2 separate regions of the Mus musculus genome follow, and region 1 is linked to region 2. A link is a contact called in public Hi-C data. All regions are on one chromosome and are shown on one strand. The core of a region is the stretch at or near the end of the contact, and the rest is flanking DNA. Distances in the headings are between cores, read along the strand shown. Region 1 has its middle 71 kb from the start of Gm15521. Region 2 overlaps Opcml (opioid binding protein/cell adhesion molecule-like).

The links. A called contact is a pair of places that touch in the nucleus more often than the background predicts.
Region 1: a Hi-C map of cortical neurons shows a contact between it and region 2, with 2.5 times the contacts expected there. The contact joins two enhancer-like sites. A contact is called at or near these places in 2 of 484 Hi-C or Micro-C datasets (both in cortical neurons) and 1 of 115 datasets of contacts at active chromatin or transcription factors (astrocytes).

What each region holds. Positions count from the first base shown.
Region 1 is chr9:29,557,496-29,564,973 of GRCm38.p6, reverse strand. It overlaps a transcript of Ntm not described here. Among named protein-coding and RNA genes, the nearest start is that of Gm15521, 71 kb to the left of the region's middle. Within about 2 kb of position 2,338, at least 9 of the 459 cell types and tissues checked have an H3K27ac peak or open chromatin away from gene starts, as enhancers often do. A contact at or near this core is called in cortical neurons, where this site is marked.
Region 2 is chr9:28,258,135-28,264,650 of GRCm38.p6, reverse strand. The region is part of intron 1 of Opcml (opioid binding protein/cell adhesion molecule-like); the gene reads right to left. Among named protein-coding and RNA genes, the nearest start is that of Gm39313, 130 kb to the left of the region's middle. Within about 2 kb of position 3,065, at least 14 of the 459 cell types and tissues checked have an H3K27ac peak or open chromatin away from gene starts, as enhancers often do. A contact at or near this core is called in cortical neurons, where this site is marked.

The sequences.
Region 1 (7,478 bases), core at 1,089-3,588, 1.3 Mb before region 2:
ACTGCTGACTTTCTTTTCTTTTTCTTTTCTTTTTTTTTTCCAAAATTGCTCTGAAACCTTCCACCAAACTGAAAGTACTTAATCGTCAGTGGATTCTTCATAAATGTCAGTGGAACCCCATCTGTTACACGAGTTTTCCCTTATCTCAATAGCCTTTATTAAGCCTCCTACCCTGCAGGCACTGGGTTTTGCCCCTTACAACCTCAATTTCTTCTTTGGTAGCAGCATCTCAGGGAGACAGCCATGTGCTTTATTTCTTCTTCTTCCCCATTCTGTCTTGCCCTTGGGGAAGCCCATTCTTATCACTCACACTAACCCTTGACTCCGCACACAGCCACACACACACTTTCAGAAGGAGCTGGAGAAATCATTTTCAAAAGTCATTCCCTCATAACTCACTTTGCTAGAATAACATACCATTTCCCCCACCTTCCACTCGCTGGAATAACGGTCTCTACTTGTATCATTCCATTCAGGCCAACTGAGGCTCAATTTGCAATAAACTCATTCATTGCATGCAAAATAAGTGAGGGTGTCCTATCTAGAGGCTCCAAATATAATTTACATTCTCTGTTTCAGATAACCATGCCATCACAAAGAATCCTAGTGAGAATTCTTTTTTGTGGAACTCTCCATTAGAGAACACTCCTAAGAGTGGTTCTCACTGCAGCCTCCAGGAATGCATTAAACTGAAGGTGAAGATAATTTGCCTCAGCATTCAGTGTGACTGCACCACTAATGATCTGAGAGCTATTGTGGGCTACTTCCTTCCTGGATGCCTGTGGTTTTTAAAGCACACTCAGATTTCAGATCTGCCGAGGACCCCAGCCTGTTCTAACATTTCCATGATCTCTCCTGAGGGAAGAGGGGTTGCTTTCCTTGCCCTTTTCCCGTTCTCTCCCTTCCTGCAATGGATGCTTAGGGGTTAGAGATGTACTTCTTTCTTGGTGGTTTGTTCTCATGGGGTTTGGAAATAATCATTTTGAGATGAATGCTTGTGCAGTTGTCAGAGGGTCCTGCCACTGCTGCTAGCCCGATGTACCTTTGCTACCATCCCAATGTCTCTGAAGTGTAACTCAGAGCAGCACACCTCCAGGGGTGTGCTACCATGGCAGCTAGTTTATCATTTACAAATCCTGTTGAGTTGTGCCGTAACAAATATATGTTATTACCGTTTTGCATAGGCTCAAATCCTGAAAATGCTCATTTGAAAGGAACTTTATGGCTCAAATGCAGCTGGCCCCCTAACCTATTAGATCATTTGGTATATATCTCAATAGAAGATCACTTTTGTTATGAACAGCTCCTGCTTAGAAAAAAAGCAAGCCATGCACTTCCTCCCAAGAATTAGACCTCTCAGTCAGGTTTAAAAAAAAAGAGAGAGAGAGGGAGAGAGGAAGGGAGAGGGAGAGGGAGAGGGAGAGAGAAAAGACTTCCAGTGAGCTTCAGACACAGGAATTAATATTGAAGTATTGTTATGCTGTCCTTACTAAATCCCCATAGGAAAATATTTGGACCTGGATTTCCTTCCCCTGCTATTGATACCACCCCTGGGGACCAAGCAAGGAATATCTTTTCCAGATGCTGGTTTCATTTAACTCTTCCATCTCCAGAGTGTGGTCAATGAACAACAGTGTCTATACAAAAATTGGCACATGTTTTAGAATAGCTCTATTTAACACATAGATGCTCAGAAAATAACTCCACATATGTGTTCTGCATTGTCTAGGGGTTTTTAATCCAAGATATTATATGGGGATTTGAGAAGCTTGGTCAGTAGGATTCCTACAGCCTTTCTTTCCAAATAGCATTGATAATGTGAAATGTAGCCTGAGTCGTAGGCTTTATGCATTTATTTTATGTGTGTTAAGTGACTATTTGAGATGGTGTAGTCATTAGAGCAGAACAGATACTTTGAAAAAGATACCCACACTGTCCATTGGGTTTCTTATCCTTTGTACAAGTTAGATATCAGACCCGAAGGCCTTTTCTCAAATAATAATGCGGTATCTAACCTCCTGCTTTGAGCCCTCTCTGTCAAGATGGTAGTGGGTCATTTGGGGTTGTTTGGAATGGCCATCTTGAGCAGGTGCTCCAGCTTCAGACTGATCCAAACTGCATGGTTGCAGCACTTGGATTAACTGAGAATTTTTAAAGGGCCTTTGTCACTGTTTTCACATGCCTGTCCTTTAGGTGCAATTTCAGATGAGCGCATGACTTTAAAATTCTGGTACTTTTTTTTTTCCTGTTTCTTTTTGTGTGCAAACCAGCTAATTCCATCTCAAACTCATCTTTCTTAAAATACCTTGCCAAACGCAGCAAGGGAAGATCAACATATGCTAGCATTCTGCCTCTTTCCAAGTCCTTCCCTGAGATGCACCAGCTCAGTAGGCACTTGGTCTGTCTTCCATGTTAACAAGGGTGACAGTTTTACCAAATGTTTCACTACAGCAGAGCAGGGATTTCCAGCTTGCTAGGTCTGTTTCCTCACTGTCTACCACTAAACTGCTAAGCTGGTGTCAGATCGGGTAGACTTTAAAAAAAAAAAAAATAAAATGACAGCATCTACTTCAAGACCTTGAGTTATGTATTAGTTAAGCTAATATTATCTGTTGCGAAAAAAAAATCCCTACACTTTAATGTCATAACAGACTGAATGTTTCTTTCATCTTCCCCCAAAATTTTATGCAAGCCTCACTGAAGGATGGAGAGTTAGCATCCTTCCACACAGTGGTTACAGAAGCCTAGGTTCCTCTGTCCCATGATTCTGCTATTGTATTAACCCCATTAGCTCCTCAACAACCAACAGATGAGAAAAGGAAAAGCAGGCTTTGGAGAGCAGTCCTCGAAGTGGTGAATCTTACTTCCTGCTAGGGTAGAGTCTTTCTGTACTGACAGCCCTTTCTCACCCAGAACAAACAGGAATGTGTGTGTGTGTGTGTGTGTGTGTGTGTGTGTGTGTGTGTATTAGTATCCCCAAATTTGTGACTCACTCTTTTGTGAATATATATTTTGTGGCAGAGGATCACAATTGCCACACATGCAAAAAGGTTCTAGAGGACATTTTTGAGTTCTATTTATAAATGAATTGTTCATTACACAGTTAGATCTTCACATCTTCAGGGTGCTTGTCCATGGATTCAGCCAACCTTGGATCAAAACCACATAAATGAAAACCATATCTGCACTAATACATGCAGACTTTTTCCTTGGCATTATTCCATAATCAAAACAATGTGAGAACTTTGTATAGAAAATGTACTTGGTAATAGGTATTACAAATAATCTAGAAGGATTTTAAGTAGATGATGATGATGATGATGATGATGTGTGTGTGTGTGTGTGTGTTTAGAGTATGCAGCAATACACCATTTTAGATGAGGCTGACATCCTTAGCTTTCAGTGTTTTCAGGGAATCCTGGAGTCACCCATAGATGTTGGCTATATTTATTGCTATTTATGTATTTATATGTAGTGAGATGCTGTATTCTCCAGCCATATCATCAGGAATCCCCCCCCTCTCCTTTTTGAGATAAAGTCTTATTATATAGCCCTGGTTGGCGTTGAACTCACTAGGTAGTCAAGATTGGCGTCAAACTCCAGACCCTCCTCTGTGAGCCATTCAAATGCTAGGGTTATAGGCATCAACATCACACAGCACAGCCTATGTATCTTGAATAAAGTAATTTTGCTATGTCTCCTACTTCTTTGGTAGGGTGTCATCTATTAGTGGGCGTGAAATAGAAATCTTGGCCCACTTCTGAGTTGATGTTATAGAGAAATATTTGTACATAAGCACAGACATGCCTAATAAATAAGAATCTTTTAATGAAAAATATTATTCCAATTAATAGTAATTCTTATTACAGAGGGCTTTTAAAATTAAGTTATAAGATCTATAAGCCATGCATTTCTGTGCTTCCCTTTTGTTAGTAAAATGTTCACAATTTTGTTGTGCAATGAAGCCTGTAGCAGGATGATGCTAAAATACTGCACACCATGCGGTTATGAAATAACTCACTTTAAAGCATAGAATTTTAAAAAAGAGAAACCCAATTTTTGCAAACAAAGAGTCCAAGAGTATTGTTCACAATGTAGCAGTTCATTCTAATTTCCTGGCAAATTGACATGCTTAGCTATTACAGTTTCTACCAAGTTCTTGGTTGCTTCAGGAATATTTACCTTGTATTAGTGTAATGATAAAGTGTATAGACAGCATGTCACTGCAAATACTGAAGCATACATTTCCATTAATAGAACACCATTGTGTTTTTTACATTAGTCATAAAGGGAATTGATAATTGCCTATGGGATATATTTTACCTATGAGCAAAAAAAAAAAAAAAAAAAAGTTTGACCCAATTCTGCTTGCATGGTGAGGGATGAATAATATATTGAATTATGATACACAGATCATTGGTGGATTTCAGGATAGAAAAGGAGCTATTCCCAGGGGACTACGCCATGAGTGAGCAAATGCTAAAAATTTGAAAGCTGATAATACTGTCATTCCATCACCTGTCACAGCTCAGAAGTGTAATCCCATTCAATATGAGAGATGAAAAGGTAAACCTGGCATGTTCGGTAACATTAAGCACCTGTCATTCAAATCCTAGGATCCGGGAGGATTTGTAGAAAAGAAGCAGGCCCCTCTGCAATGAGCCAAAAGCCTATGACTGTGTTTGGTGACTGGTTTTCCAAAAGGTTAAAGTGAAGCTAACACAACTGGTTTCTACCCACTTGTTCTTTACCAAAAGGTTGGCTGTCAATCTTACTGTAAAAACCATCAACTATAATATTTAAAACTTTAGGATTCCACTTAGGGTTGATCAAGCAGAGGAAGAAATTTAAGAGCAACTACTCAGACTTAATACCAAAGTCAAGTTCCTTTTCACATATTTATTCCAAGGCTGAGAGGTTTTTTTCCCCCTTTGTTGCTAATGAGTAGGAGAAGAAGGCAATTATAATGCAGAAGAACACCCCTTTAGCTGTAGTCAGGAATTCTACCATAAATTACAAGTTCCTCAATTTTCATGTTCATTTATAGAAGAAGAATTTAAACACCCAAAATAGCTCTTGCATATAATCATGGTAAAACTCATATCGTGTAAACATATTTAACATCTCCTTTTATCTTCTTCCTTAAGATTGCCTTTCTCTCCTATCTTACTCAAGCTTGTTAGGCAGGCTAGTCTTCTGTCAACTTGACACCAGCTAGGGTCATTTTAGAGGAGGGAACCTCAATTGGGAAAATGATCCTACCAAATTGGGCTGCTGGCACATCTGTGCTACTTTTTTTTTTTTTCTTATTTTTGATGTATGGTTGACAGGGAAGGACTTGGCTCGTTGTGGGTAGTCCCACCACCTCTGAGCTGGTTATTTGATTGCTATAAGCAAACAGCCTGATCAAGCCATAGGAGCAAGCCAGGAATCAAAATTCCTCCTTATCCTCTTCTTCAGTTCCTGCTTCTAAGTCCCTGCCTTGAGTTCTTGCTCTGACTTTCTTTGATGATAGATCATTACATGGAAGCATAAGAAGAAAAAAGAAAAAAAAAAAACCCTCTTCCCAGCGTTAAGTTGTCTTTGGTCATGGTGTTTTATCACAGCAATAGAAACATTATCAAAGACCCTTGTGGCCATTCCCATTTTTCCAGTCAATTATTGTGGCATGCAGAATTCTAAAGATAATCACCAATATATCTACCTCCCACTGTGATGAACATGCAGAAAGCTCTTGTCTTTGAATGAGGACACAGCCTGTGACTCTGATGGAATGGTCTCTCTGCTCCTTGGCCAGGTTGTGCTATATAACAAATGTTGAGCAGATGGCCACTTCTGCGGTTGTGTGGCATTGTGTACACGGTTGCCATAGAAAGCTGGGAAGGACAAGAAATGAGACAAGTTCCTGTTGACCTAGAAGAAAGCAAACAGCGTTATTGGAACTTGTCTATATAATGGTATGTGGCAAAGAATCACAGCCAGCTTGTAGCCACTGGATAGACCCAGACAACACCTATCAGGAATATGGTACCTCTAGAAGCACGGAAGGTGGACTATGCACACAGGCAATGACCTTGGGAGGGAACTAGAAGCCAAACTGAGAACTGTGGATCAGGCTGACATTTCCCTTTCAGCCTGGACAGATCCTGAGTAGAAGACTACTGGATTTCCCACTGTGAGATAATAAGTATTCATTACTTTGGACTGACTGGTCAGTAATAATAGTATTTTTTGGTAGAGGAAACCAAATATAACTACAGAATATTTCTAATTAATGCTTAACACATTGTTGTATTCAATGTTTGTTCTTTCTTACAGAGGATAATACCCACAACATGAGAGACAATGTGCTGGAGACATTTTCTATGTCATAGACTCTGCCTTTAAGTCTTGTACACTAGGGAAGAAAACAGGTGTCAAAATCATGCATGTTATGAGAGTAGCTTCATCCTGATGTAGCCAGTGAGCAGTGGGGAAGCAAGGAGTGGAGAGACTTTATAAAAGACAATCACTAAATGCATCTTGGATTAGATGTTGAGAGAGAAGTAGTTATTTTTGAAGTGTAGGGGAGATGGAAGAACATGCAGACAGAGAAGATATGGGATAAATTACAGCTGTTTTCTCTAGGAACTGTCTGGTGGTGAAACGGGGGAAAGGGGTAGATGTGAAGTAGAGGAATGGATAAAAAGCTGAGTCTGGAGATGCGTACATACAATAAGATGCTGTAGCAACGTGTTATTGGAGTGTTGTGAAATGCAGCTGTGTGGGTATCTAGCGGGAATGCTTCAGACAAGCAGACCTCCCCAGCACACACAGACATTCCTGTCTAATCAGATTCTGTGGGTTCATCATAGGGTTTAGAAGGCAGAAGTCACATTCATAGTAATGCTTTGGGGAATGCTTTGGAGTGCATCTGGCTGTTCATTTCGAAGATAGAGGGGTTTTTTTGCAATGTCTTCCACTGGAAAGTGTTAAATTTCTCTTAGAAGACTTTAGCTAGAATTATTCATTCATCCCTGAACTCCGGTAGCAGAGGTAGGTGGATCTCTGTGAGTTTGAGGCCAGCCTGGTCTATATTTAGAATTCTAGGCCAGCCATGGTTACACAGTGAGACCCTGTATCAAAAAGAAAAAAGGGGCATGGGGCTTGGAAGACATGGGGAAGCCTAAAGAGATGCAAGATGGAAAGGGGAAAAAAATCCATCAGAATCAAACCTAAGAAGGAGGACAAAACTCAGAGTGGACAGAAGGGAGGACTGCACAACAGGCAAGCTCATTGCAGCTCACAGGATCATCTAAAACAAATCCCAGGTCTGCCTGGGTCATTGAGATGACAGCACTATTTCCACCTGGAGGAACTGTAGGAGGAATTATGAGTTTCATTTTGGACATACTGAGTTTGAGATGCCTGTGGGACCTAGCAATGTTGTTCTGAAGGAAGTAGGTATACAGCTCTGAGATCACCATCACAGTCTGGGT
Region 2 (6,516 bases), core at 1,816-4,315:
AAACCAAACAATCCTTTCATTGTGGGCATCTTCCAGGTAAGGAAGCTTGGGGAGGAAGAAGGTGGTGGCGCGGAATACCTTGCTGGGAGCTGATCCCTGGTTGAACTTCAACAAGGAAATGATCCTCTCTCCAAACTTTCCTTCATGTTTAAAACAGATTACGTGTCAAAAAAAAAAAAAAAAATCAGGGAATTGCTGGTAGTGTCGAGAAGATTCCACACTTCTACTTCCTTTTCTTTAGAATCTGAAGCCTGCTGATGAGAAGTGGGTAATAAAGAGGCTATGTTTTGACCTCGTATAGAATGGGAGTGAGATGTGGGGATGGAGTAGGGCAGGCATTGGAGTCCTGAAGACAGACAGGAAAGGACATCCTTGCTGAGCTCCGTTGCTTGCAATGTAATAAACTATCATCTAGAAGTGAGTGTTTCAATTGAGTTTTGCTGTAAACACTGATATTTCCTCCCTTCTGCTGCTCTTCCCTCAAGAGGCCTCATGTATATTTCACTATGTGTCCTGCCTACTATTACACTCATACATCAAAGGCTCTGAGGACAAGGAACCTGATTCGGAAAACATTATTCTTTTAAAGATTTATCCTCTCATCTTGACCAGCTCCGTAGGTGAACGGGAGCCGCTCTCCATAAATTATTTTAATGCGCTATGCAAAGGGGAAAAGGGGTTTTCTCACCTCTTCTTACGAAAACTTTTCTCCAAGTGGAATTAGAGAATACCTTCAATTTCATTTCTTCTTCATTTTTGGTTTGGTTTGGTTTTGGTTTTGTCCAAGTATACACAGGGACGTGAACAAATGGCACAGAAAGAGAAAAATAAATTCCTCAGTATAGATCAAACAGATCTAAGAATTTCATTAAAATCCTGTGGGGATCCCACAGAAGGGGCATGGTTGTCTACAAGAAAGATGTTCTAAGTGGATGTAGACACCTTTGAGTGTCTGTTAGACAGGCACATTTGACATTGTCCAAAGCCTGGTAAAAGTTCTCACTGTCAGGAGAGGGGGCCTCAAATATCCCGTCCTCAGACCTTACTCCACAACGCTTCTATACTCTGACCCTGAGTCTAGCTGACTTTCTTTGCCTCTTCAAGCCTGCACTTCATTAGAACCTCAGTGGAGGAAAGTTTATGGTTCTCGGATGGCCCTTGTTCACCTAAGTCTCACGGGTCCTGGCTCTTTGGATATAGGTCAAGTCAATATCAATGCCATTATGTGCGTCTTCTCTCTTAGACCCTGACTGATTAGGTATGAGAAGAAGCACAGCACAATTAAATTTACAAATGATAGCCTCTCGTAAAACAGGGGTTTAGATTTCTTCTTGCTTCTGGCATTTGTTTCCAGGATCAAGTAAAGGGTTTGGATAAAATCCTGGGCCCAAAGTGCCACAACCTCTGTAGTTACTACATCTCTATTCCATGCTTCTCCACAGATGAGGTCTCCTGACCTCGCACATAGTCTCCATGTAACTAAGACCTAGGATAGAGCTAACAGCATCCCAGAAGGCATAGCCACCTCTCCTGGATGCTCTCCCAAGTCACAGATGGAGAACCTAGAACAACCACTTCACTAAACCAGCAGCTATCTTCATCAGAATCTAAATTATCTGTCCACGTGCTCAGTCCTTGCCCTGCATCAAAGAAACTCTTTTAGCAACAGACAGAGACCATTACAGAAAAGCACTACCAATCAAAATGCAGAGTTGTGGAGCCCAGTGAATAAATCTAAACACAACTAAAGCTCAGGGGTCATTGTGAAAGAAGAGGCACAGTTACAGGGAGTTTGCTGTAAGATTATGTCTCTTATGAATGTCTCCTATGCTCATAAAGTGTCACCAATGTGACTGCCTAAATACAGGCTGAACAAGGACAACAACAGACATGCCAAAGGAGACAGAGACGGGGTTGGGGGAGGGCAAAAGGACTCAACCCTACATAGAGAACTTGGGCAGCTAAAGCATGCTGAGAGTGGGAGAAATAGTACACACACACACACACACACACACACACACACACACACACATACATGTAACAACAATTAATGAAAAAGGAAGCTACAGATTTCAAAGAACAAACAGGAGTTATGGCAGCATTTAGGAGGTGGAAATGAAAGAGGGGAGTGATGTTATTATATTATAATCTCAAAAATGAAAGGAAGAATTGTAAATTAGTCTATAAGCATTAATCACAGTGGCAAGGGTTCTAGTATGTGATGGATAACTTGTGTCATGCAAAGAAAGCAAGAGATCAAAAAGCAGTTTGTGCTCTTAGGCCTTTCTTCTCCAGGCCTCTATTCTCCCTTCCTCAAACCAAGAATGCTGGACAAATTCACATTGTGTCCAAAAGGAGAAAGGCCACAGAACATGTACAAAAGGCCTTGTAAAGCTGTGTCTCATGGGGCCTGCAGGATTCTCACAGTGTTGATGTTGTCTGCCCTGTGGGGCACCTCTGTAGGAAAACACATGTTGTCAGGCACTCGTGGTGTCTGTGGCTCTTACTTTTCTGATGTGAGCTTTTCTTCAGTCTCTTTCTCAAGCAACACTTCCCTCCTCCCTCCTCCCTCCTCCCTCCTCCTCCTCCTCTTCCTCCTCCTCCTCCTCTTCCTCCTCCTCTTCCTCCTCTTTCTCCTCCTCCAGCACCACCACCACTACCACCCCTGAAACCACCACTACCACCACTGGCCCAGTGTTTTCTATCTATTAATATAGGACATATCTTCAAGGCAGTTCCTGCATTGAGAAGAATTTCCTAGATGTTTTTTATCAGACAAGCTGTAAACAGGTTTGCTGGCTTGAACGTGTCAGTCAGGGCAAGGGCTGAAAGATAAAGGCACCTCATTTGGGGCTTGCTGTGGGGAACAAAACACAAAGAAGCAAAGAGTCCTGGTTTCATTAAAGAGTAGAGGGAAGATAGGTGGAGAGTGGGGACACGGCACTGGCTCACTCTGCAGGGCTGTGTAGTTGAAAGGGCAGAAAAGCAGTCAGGGATGGGCGGCCTCTAAACTGCAGAAAAAGATGCACTGCCTGCTCCATCTCTTAGCTCATTTCTGGAGATTTGGCGCCATCTGGTGGTTATGATTTGGTACTGTAACTCACCCTTCCCTCTCAGCTTCCTGTTGCAAGTGAGTTCTTTCACAGTGATCATGGAATGTCACAGTCTATTAGCAAAACAACTCAGAGCACAGTGTTGGTGGGCCCCTCCTTCCTAGAAGGCAGTCGCCCTCTGTTCCTTCAAGCTATGCCAAGAGCTGTCCTGTGGCGAAAGAACAAGAAGTCAGCCACTGATGTGAAGTCACTCTGGGCTAGATCTTACCACATGCTGTGTTTCAGAGACCTGTTACTGAGAGGCCATGACCCTGAAATAGCCTCTCTACATCCTAAACTGCCCCTGGGAGGGAGAGAGCCTGTATGCCATGCCATGGGCATAGTACCCGAGACCCTTTCCTGAACTCTCCCCATAACTGCTTCTTATGGAAAAAAGATGAACGGGACATTGAGGCACTTGGGAAAAGTGATTTGAGGGAGATGCCTAGAAGGGCAAGCTAGAGTTTTTCTCTGCAGCCTCTGCAGGTGCATTGCTTGGTGTGGACTCAGTAGAGTGTGTAAGCCGGGCTTCATTCATTCACTCTTAGAGGTTCATTCATTTCTTAGAAGGCTACTATGTACTGACAATGAGACTTTGAACAAAATAGACCCAGATTCCGGCTGTGGACTTAATATTATGGCCACAAGGATAAAGCAGTTACCAAGAAGCCTAAGTAGAAGACAAAACTACTTAACTGTTGTAACAAGGACCATGTAAGTAAAGAATAGAGGTGGGACCGGGCGGTGGTGGCGCACACCTTTAATCCCAGCAGTTGGGAGGCAGAGGCAGTCAGATTTCTGAGTTCAAGGCCAGCCTGGTCTACAAAGTGAGTTCCAGGGCTACACAGAGAAACCCTGTCTCAAAAACAAAACAAAACAAAACAAAACAAAACAAAACAAAACAAAACAAAACAAAACGAAATGAAAGAATAGAGGTGGGTATTTGTCCAGGGTTAGGGGAGACTGCATTGATGATGAAACATTCCTGCATAAGGGCCACTGAGAGGACCCTGTGGCATCACCTGGAGAGAAAGAGCAGAGAAAAATACTTAAGTCTGCTACTTGAGAGCCGGTGACCCCACCATCTTGCTGGAGCTGAGCAGGCAGGAGTTAGCTATGGGAGGGTAGGACTGCATAGTTTCTTTTTTTTTTTTTTTTTTTTTTTAAGATTTATTTATTACATGTAAGTACACTGTAGCTGTCTTCAGACACACCAGAAGAGGGCGTCAGATCTCGTTACAGATGGTTGTGAGCCACCATGTGGTTGCTGGGATTTGAACTCTGGACCTTCGGAAGAGCAGTCGGGTGCTCTTACCCACTGAGCCATCTCACCAGCCCCAGACTGCATAGTTTCAAAATCTGACCCTTGAAGAGTCTGGGGCAGGTCTGGATTGGGTCCCATGGTATTGAGCAAATCTAGCACTGGTGCATCTAAATTCCATTCAGGAGCCCACCAGGCCAAGCCAGTGGGAAGGGACCAGAGCTTGGGGAGGAAGCACATTGCTGCCGTCACCATAAATGAACCCTTGCTTGTGTCCCTGGGAGATCTGAATCCCACCGATCCTTGCAAGGTGGGTCATCTACAGGGCACTGTCCCCAGTTGAGGGTGGCCGAGAGCGAGAGCTCAAGCCAAGGGCTGTACACAGTGGCTGCACACATGTTCCCTCTCCTGGGCAGATGGAGCATGGCAAGCTGAGGGTCACTCCTCCATGGTGCTTGGATTTCAGGGTTTTGAAAGATTAATCCGGAATATTTGCATATACATAAGAGGCATTCTCAGGACAGAACCCAAGTCTATGCACAACATTTATTTATGTTTTCTATATGCCTTGGACATACAGCCAGGAGCTAATTTATGCATTGTGTCTAATAATTCTATGTATAAAACACAGTTTCAGGGATTAGAATTTTCTACCTACCGGTAGAATCCTGTGAGTACTCAGAAATCTCCAGGCATCTGGGATGAGCTCAACTTCTATATCTTTCCCCTGGTACCAAAGTAGAACCCGTCTCTCTTATTTACAAGTGATAACCTCCACATGAGGCTGGGTGCTCTATGACCGACTCACACCTGCCTGCAGTCTCCCCAAACAGGTTTCTGTGGTCCTGGTCCACCTGCTCCCCCTAAGTGTCCTTCTGCAAGCACAGAATGCTTCAAGCAGATCACTGGATAGGGTGTGGTGGGTTTGTAGGGGTTTACTTGGGTCTTGTCAGCCCTATTGAGCACAGCTCCAGGAGCACATGAAGGGTACTTCTCCATTCCCACCCAGCCTCATCTCTCCCCATCACAGACAAAGCATCTCCAGGCCCTCCTGCAGCAATTGTTCACTTGCCTCTTGGAAGTCTGCTTGCCTCGCTCAGCCTTTTCTTTTTTTCTCTGACTATATTCCCTCTCTCCAAACAGAGCACGTGCTGCTTGAAGGGAAGCCCTTTCTCTTTGGGCAGAAGAAACACAAGGGACACAAAGGCTATGACACCTCAGCTGTCTCAGAGCCCTGTCTCCCATGGCCACTGTAGGACAGTCTGAGATCCTGGCCATGGTGAATGAGGACAGAAACAGGATCCCTGATGGGCTCAATCCTCCATCATATCCTTGGCTGTTCCCTGTGGCAAGTAAATCAATTTCATAACCTGTTCAGAAACGGGGACTTTAACCCATAGCCAGTGCCCAGATAGTGCAAATATTCTTTGCCCATTTAAAGCCAGGGATCTGAAAGAGGCTTTGAATGTATCCAGTATAGCCTCCTGACTCTTTCATAAGCAAGCCTGGAATTATCAAGGAACAAAAGGATGGCGGAATTTCAACTTCTTTCCCAGGGGAACAAGCCTGTAGGTAGGAGAGAGGCATAATTATGTGCTAATCTGATTCCACATTTCACCAGGTCACCCACTAAGATACAAAAACAGTAAAGTGATTCCTAGCTGTTGTGAATTCACCTTTCTATGCCCAAAGTACAGCTTGGCCCAGGGGCCAGGTACAAGGACTTATGCCTTGAAGCCTCCCCTGCTGTCTTATTAATCCATTGTAGTGTCCTGGTTCCTTGTCTCTTCAGAACAAGAAAGTCATCCTTGATTCTGACACAGGGATGCTCAATCCCTTGGGAAAGTGTTGTCATCTCGCCTGGAAAACTAGGCTTTCCCATGGGGGAATGTACAAACGTTGTGTGTCTACAAGCCAGCCTTGTGATAGATACAGAGATGGGAGGAAAGTGATCTTTGAAGGAGGAATTCTGGAGATGTGAATTCTTTTCCCTGTGTTTTTAATAGTCTCACCAACAATGTCTACTTGAGTACTGAGTGAGTGTGTGTGTGTGTGTGTGTGTGTGTGTGTGTGTGTGTGTGTGTGTGTGTGTGTGTGTGTTTGTGTATACAATTAGAAACCAGAGACAGTCAATGCCCTGAAACTGGAGTTCCAGGAGGCTGC